Regions from separate parts of the Mus musculus genome. Here region 2 is linked to region 1. The links are chromatin contacts, called in public HiChIP or PLAC-seq maps. All regions are on one chromosome and are shown on one strand. The core of a region is the stretch at or near the end of the contact, and the rest is flanking DNA. Distances in the headings are between cores, read along the strand shown. Region 1 has its middle 97 kb from the start of Gm36631. Region 2 holds the start of Atp11c (ATPase, class VI, type 11C).

The links. HiChIP or PLAC-seq counts read pairs in DNA pulled down with a chosen protein or histone mark.
Region 2: an H3K27ac HiChIP or PLAC-seq map of embryonic stem cells shows a contact between it and region 1, with 9 times the contacts expected there. The contact joins the promoter of Atp11c here to the enhancer-like site in region 1. A contact is called at or near these places in 4 of 39 promoter capture datasets (the C10 cell line, hippocampal neurons, liver and 1 more) and 2 of 115 datasets of contacts at active chromatin or transcription factors (embryonic stem cells and large pre-B cells).

The regions. Positions count from the first base shown.
Region 1 is chrX:59,490,988-59,494,545 of GRCm38.p6, reverse strand. It overlaps a transcript of Fgf13 not described here. Among named protein-coding and RNA genes, the nearest start is that of Gm36631, 97 kb to the left of the region's middle. Within about 2 kb of position 1,370, at least 4 of the 459 cell types and tissues checked have an H3K27ac peak or open chromatin away from gene starts, as enhancers often do. A contact at or near this core is called in embryonic stem cells, where this site is marked.
Region 2 is chrX:60,402,627-60,405,943 of GRCm38.p6, reverse strand. It overlaps Atp11c (ATPase, class VI, type 11C), which reads left to right and starts at 1,939. Exons shown (of 30, transcript NM_001037863.2): 1 at 1,939-2,139. The coding sequence starts at 2,113.

The sequences.
Region 1 (3,558 bases), core at 121-2,620:
TGTTCTTCTTTCTCCACATCCTAGCCAGCATCTGCTGCCACCTGAGTTTTTGATCTTAGCCATTCTGACTGGTGTGAGGTGGAATCTCAGAGTTGTTTTGATTTGCATTTCCCTGATGACTAAGGATGTTGAACATTTGCATTGTAGGACCTCAATGGGAGGAGAGGCCCTTGGCCCTGTGAAGGCTCCATGCCCCAGTGTAGGGGAATGTCAGGACAGGGAAGCAGGAGTGGGATGGTTGGTGAGCAGGGGGAGGGAGGATGGAATAGCGAGTTTTTAGAGGGAAAACCAAGAAAGGGGATAACATTTGAAATGTAAATAAAGAAAATATTTAATAATTAAAAAAATAGATGCAAGGGAAAAGGGCCAAGTAGATCTATCAGAATTACATCAGAGTTCTCAACAGAGACTATGAAAGACAGAAGAGCCTGGTCAGAGATCATACAGAATCTAAGAGAACAAAAAACAAACAAACAAACAAACAAAGAAGGGGAAAGTATGGAGAGTGTTGGGGAAAGTGACAAGAGATCCAGGGTTGAAAGCTGTAGCTAAGGTTTGATCATGTAGGGCCTTCTCAGGAATAAGGACACCAAGGTTTGAAAGAATCCAATGCAATCTTTTCAAGGGTTTTGAAACAGGGCAGTAATATGTGTTTTACCCTTTTAAAAGAGTGAATGCTTGTCTTGTCTGATGGCAAAATTTAGGAAGACAAAGAAAAGTTATCCAACTCCCTAGCTCTTGCACGAGGTCCTGAGAAGTGATTGGTTTAGGGAAGCAGTCCTCACCCACGAGTAACCACACCTCTAGGGACACTTGGCAATGTTTGGAAAGATTTGATTTCTAAAGCTCTGGAGATGGGGTAGGGGTGGGGTGAGGAGTCCTACTGGCCTCTCCTGGATTACAGCATTACAATGCACAGAATAGATTTACATAATAAAGAGTTACCTACACCAAAGTGTTTAAAAGAGTTAAACACTGGCCCAGGGCTAAATTCCTGAAGCTATTTCTAAAGTGATTTCAAGGTTTGCTAGTGGTTTGGAAATGGGTGTGAGAAGGACAGATGATTGATGCCCTGAGGTGATTTTGGTTGGAGGAACTGAGGAAACTACATTCCCCTTTCTAAAGAACAAGAAGCCTGGGGGAGAAGGTTTGCACAGCATTAAGCAGTAGCCTTGAATAGGATAATTTTGAGAAGTCTGTCATTGTCGCACTATTATTACTATTATTGTTGTTATCACTATTATACATTTAGAAGAGGCTGAGAAGTAGCCAGAGAGGGAGAACGGGAATCATCACTGGTGCCATTCTGTTCAGAAAGGGTTTTAATTGTTAGAGTCTTAGATTCCACAGGAATGCTGAGTGAGATGAGAACTGACAGGAAGCAGTAATGGGGAAGTGAATGGTAAATGTTGCACACACAGTCCCAGTGAAGTGGTAGCTATGAAAACCTGCTTGGATAACGTTCTGCTTTACTGTGAGGGTTTGTTTTGTTTTGTTTTGTTTTGTTTTGTTTTTTGGTGTGTGTGTGTGGGGGGTTGCAGCAGGGTTTTCAGTGCAGTCCTGACTGTCCTGGACCTGACTCTCCAGGCTCTCCTTGAACTCAGAGACTCACCTGCCTCTGCCTCTGCCTCTGCCTCTGCCTCTGCCTCTGCCTCTGCCTCTGCCTCTGCCTCTGCCTCTGCCTCTGCCTCTGCCTCTGCCTCTGCCTCTGCCTCTGCCTCTGCCTCTGCCTCCTAAGTGCTGTGATTAAAGGCATGCACCAGCACTGCCTGGCCTTCCTGTGAGCTTTTACCCAACAGCATCATTTCTATGTGGGTCTGAAAGGTAACTGAGAGACTTGAACTTAGAGATAATGATATTTGCTTACAAAATAACCTAGCACTGTGATTGCTATCTCCTGCTTTAGATAAGGGAATTGAGGTTCTGTCATTAACTGTATCTTCTGTTTCCCGACACTTTGATGTCATAGGGCATGATGGTTCTGGAAAGATGTCCCCTTATAATATTGGCCATTTTCTAGACACAAAATCAAAGCCAGGTGTGCCTCCTTATAGCTATAGCCCAACTACCTCCTTTATTGAAAGGTCAAAAAGTCTCATGCAATATTTCCTGCCTTAATCACCCCAGGATTACTTTAAGATTACAGCCCTTGAAACTGAGCCCCTAAACTGATTAAAACCATCTAATTCTAATCCTGCTTACCTTACCTCACCTGGTTTTTCTTGAGACCATAGTGAAGTCTGATGGCTACATTTTCCTCCTGCCATTTGACTCCTGACTGGTCCTGGTTCTTCTGGTCTTAGAACTGTATAGTGGCAAACATCCTGATTTTAGAGAACTGATTAGTATCTAAACCCCATATACCTTGATTCTCATTTCCATGTCTGCTTTCTTGCTGGAACTTAACATGTTGACTGCCTTCTTCATGACCATACAAGCTAGGTCACTTCCTGAATCCAAATTTCCCACTCTCTCATCTTTCTCCCCTTCCTTGTCTCTTCTCTCCTCCCCTTTCTTATTCCTCTCCCTTTCCATCTCCAACTCCCACCTTTCCCCCCTGCCTCTCTCTCTCTCTCACACACACAGACCTACTTATTTTTCACTGGGTGTAGAGATGTACATACATTTTGATTATTTCGCAGGAGATGAGAACTGTAAGACATTATGTGATAGGCTTTATCTATTGATGAGGAGTAGAAGAAAATGTAATCCATTACTATGATGTCAGAATCATTACATTGGAAACCCTAAGGGGCAATAAAAACAACAATAAATGATTATGTGTTTCTCCCCCACCATTCTCTACTATAAAGTAGTCCTATCACAGGCAGAGAATCATCCTTCCTTGTCAGGAGAGTGCCACCTGAAATTATTAGTGAGTAAGGTTATAATTGACCATTTATGGTTTCAAAATGAGTAATACACTTGTCATTTTCCTCTGCCTCCTCTGCCTTCATTAGTCATCTGCATTTCAGTTGTGAATCTAGTTGTCAGTTCAGGAATAACTTCAGGCTGAGGCTAGGGAGGTAGAAGTTTAGGTCTTTTGAATGGTCTATAAACCATGGGGACATGCAGCTGCCTGTGGCAGATCCCAAGTTAAATGAGATCAAAGCTTAAAGAAGGTTCCTGGGAGGCCTGTAGCAGTGGAGGTTGAATATTTGTTTTCTTTGGCTGGTGCCTGATGTTTCTGGTTGGTGGCAGAAAAGGAATATAGCTTGGAAGACTCAAGAGCATTATAGATTTTCAGAGACAATAGTGTTATCAAACTTGGGAATCTCAACTTGTGCCCAAGTCAGGTCCAGAAACCCACCCTCAAAAGACCAATTAAAAGAGCCAAGTTAAAAGATGGGAATATGGAAAAAATGGGAAGAAGGAAAACAGGATTTATTCAATGTGGCAAAGGGAGGCAAAGAGATCCAGTGAACCCCTCATGCCAGTCAGTGTTTGGATTCTGAAGTGAAATCAAAGACAAAATAGAGGGCCAAGGATAAAGCCTTCTAAGCATCCCTGGTATAGATGTGGTATAAGACACCACTGGCCCATTATTATTTGGGCTTC
Region 2 (3,317 bases), core at 690-3,189, 910 kb before region 1:
GGGTTTAGCTTTCATTTGTAATGCCCCGCCCACATGTGTCCTGGTTCCTGCCTTGACAGAGTGGCTGTGTTCTTTTTCGTAGGTTGCCCTGTACTTTTCAACTGACCTCTCCTTCTCTACCCAGGACTTTGTTCCCTGGGCTCCTCCAAAGCCTTCCCACATTCCTAGGCCTGGGTTAATCTCCTGCAGCTCTGTTTATAGGTCTCGCCCAGTGAAAATTGCATGGTTTTCAGGAGTTTCCCCGGATCCTTTGTAAAGACATTATCCTCTCCCCTGTTTCCTTTGACATTAGAAATCATTACATTCAAATGTGTAGGTTTTATGTGTTTGTAGTTTGTAACTTCACTTCGGCCTACTAGGGAGGTCTTTTAACACATTGCTGTTTCCAGTTTCTAGGAAACAAACAAACACACAAATAAAAAAAAAACACCCAAGTAAATGCTGAAATCAAACTATCCTTCAAGGGGTAAAATGTGGTAGTGCCCTAGCCGCCTCACAATAAAAGCCCTTCAGGAGTTCACATTAGGTCGAGGGAATAGCTGAGCCCAACCTTTCCAGGTTGTTGAGAGAACTCGCCTCTCCGTAGAGAAGAGCTCCCTTTACCTACTTCTTCAACATGTTTATAGAAGAATTTGAAAGTTCTCAGCTCACAGCCTAGGGCCGGGTCTCAGAAGGTAGTGGAAAAAAAGGGTGGGAGCAGAGAGAACTGTCCAGGTTCAAGGGAATACTTGACCAAGCTTTCATTTTTAAGTTTTAAACTTTTGTAAATGCAAATGTTAAGTTAGCAAGTTGAGGGCGTGCAAGATTTCTTGTGGCGTAAATGTTGAGTTCTGGGAAAGTCTTTCAGCATTCGGGGCTTTATGTAATTTATCCTCATCACATTTCCCACAGCTAAGAATCTACCCAGTGTTTCTGATTTCTGCACGCAGCTGGTAGGGAGAACCTCGGGCAGCTTCCCTCTGCAACCCTGTGAACTGACTGGAGCCGTGCATATGGGGGAGCTCCCAGCCCACAATATCAGTCCAAGCGAACCCTTGGACTACAACTCCCAGGGTGCCCCAGGAGCGTGGAAAAGGGCGGGCGATCAAGGAGAGGGTGGCAGGGAAATCCCGCCCCGCTGCGCAGCACCAACGACACAAAGCCCGACTTTACAACCTCCTAGAGAAAGTGGAAGTAAGCGGGCTTAGGTGGGGTAGTCAGACGACAGGGAACGCAAAGCCCCAAAGCCCCAACCCCAACTGCGAGGTGAAGACGGCTTAGGTGGGACCCAAGAGGGACGCCTGGAGGGGGCGGCTTTTGTAACTACTCCAGCCGCCCGCGCCGCGCCCGCCCGCCCGCGCCAGGGTCCCCTTAGTCCCCGGCTCGTCCCGAGTCGTCCCTCAGAGAGCGGCCACTCCCGGGCAGGAAGCGGGCACGCCTGGAAGCCTCGAGGCGGGCCGCACCGAGGCTCTCCTCAGCCAGAAGTGCTGGGCGGGCGAAAGCGCGGGGCCGAGGAAGGACTGCGAGCGAAGCGGCGCCAACGGACGAGTTAGGGCCGGGGTGAGGGAGACCGTGGCTCCTCACAGACCCCTGGGAGTCCTGCCAGGCGAGGCGCGGGGACGCCCGAGACGGGCGACCGCTGAAGCGGGCGAGTGGGGACTCGGCCGGGGGCTTAGCGGCAGGACGAGCGTGAGGCGCGGGGTGCCGAGGCGGGCGCTGACGGGGAGCCAGGCTGAGCAGCGGCCGGTCCGCCATCCCTCCCCCGCGCGCCGGGCTCGCTGCGAGGCGGGCTGCGGCGGGAGCGCGGGGCGGTGCTGGGGCCAGATAAGGGGAGCGACGGGGCCGCCGCCCCCGAGGCGGGCGGGCCGGGGCTGGGGGCGGGTCGCGGGGAGGGCGGGGCGGGGCGGGGCGGCGAGCGCGCGGGCGGGCGGGCGGTTGGGCGGCCGGGGGCGGGGGCGCGCAGAGGCGAGGAGGGCAGGCGGCAGGAGGGCAGGCGGCAGCGGGCTGGCGACAGGGCAGGCGAGCTAGCTGTCCGCTTTGCGCCGCGGGCCCACGCCGCAGTGTGTTTTGTGGACGGCGCCTTCCCAGACAGCCCAGCGGAGCCCAGCCTGGCACCCCGCAGCCTCGGACGCGATGTTCCGCCGGACCCTCAACCGTTTGGTGAGTACACTGGCCGCGGCTCCACGCGTACCCCGGTGGCCCGCTCGCTGGCCCCCCGCCGCTCCTTCGCAGTCTCTGGGCGAGGGGACGAGCGGGACGCGCCAGCCCCCTCCCCCGCCTCTGCGTTTTAGCGGAAACCCGGCGCCCCGGGTGGCCTGGGTGGGGAGGCAGGTGGGGCTCTCGGGCGTCCCACCCCTGCCCCGGGACATTTCAGCTGAGGTTCCCCGAGGCTCTGAGGAACTCTGCCTCCAGCCTGGGGAATCGCCTCGGAGTGACAGACGCGCGGAACTCGGGGCGGGGGGCTCCCCGGGGCGGGGGGCTCAGTTTCCCAATTAGTGGAAGATGGCGTTGAATTATCGGGGAGGAAGCTTTCTTTTGTTTCCTCTGCCACGAGCACGTGGAGGTAAACCTAGACCTGTCACTGTGGCCCAAAAGAAGAGCTAGGGGGCTGAGAGAAGCGGAGGCTAAACCAGGGCTCAGCCTCGCCCGGGCCATGGCCGATGACCAGAGACTGGGCAAACTTTGAGGACTCAGCCTCCAAGCTCACCTTGAGGGTGACAGAAAGAGCGAGGGCTGTGGGCACGATGGGCTGGGGCCAGCAGCGACGGCGGGAGCCTGTTCCAGCTTTACAGACCCTGGGGCTCAAGCCTCGCAGAGCAGCACCCTCTGCTCCAGGCTTGGAATCCACCCGGCAGCTGAACTCCTCCGACCACCTTCTCCACGCCTCTAAAGCCCCCCAGAAAAGGGAATTGTATTTCTGTGGGGAGTGTGGCACGGGATTGGGAGGGAGCGATTTCTGGCTGCTATTGACTTTTTGGATTAACCTGTTTACTCAGAGGGTATGTTAAGAACTGAGTAAAGTAGAGCAGTTTACTTAAAGGATGTTTGTAGCAACTCCCCTAATTTCCAGAAGAGGTGTCAGGGAATAGGATTTTATTTCTGCCACGGATATTAAAGAAAGCCATCATCCTAAAATTTTTATTTTTTTCCCTGTAGTTAAGGGGGAGAATGCAGAATGCTTCCCCATTCCGTCTTAGGATAGACTTAAGGACTTGACAATTTGGTAACTTTGTGGAGTCATTTCTAATTAAATCATTGCTGACATATTTTTCATAGGTCAGAACAATTTGCTGTCATTTCCCACCCCCCATATCTGAAACTTTCACAAATGTCCCCTG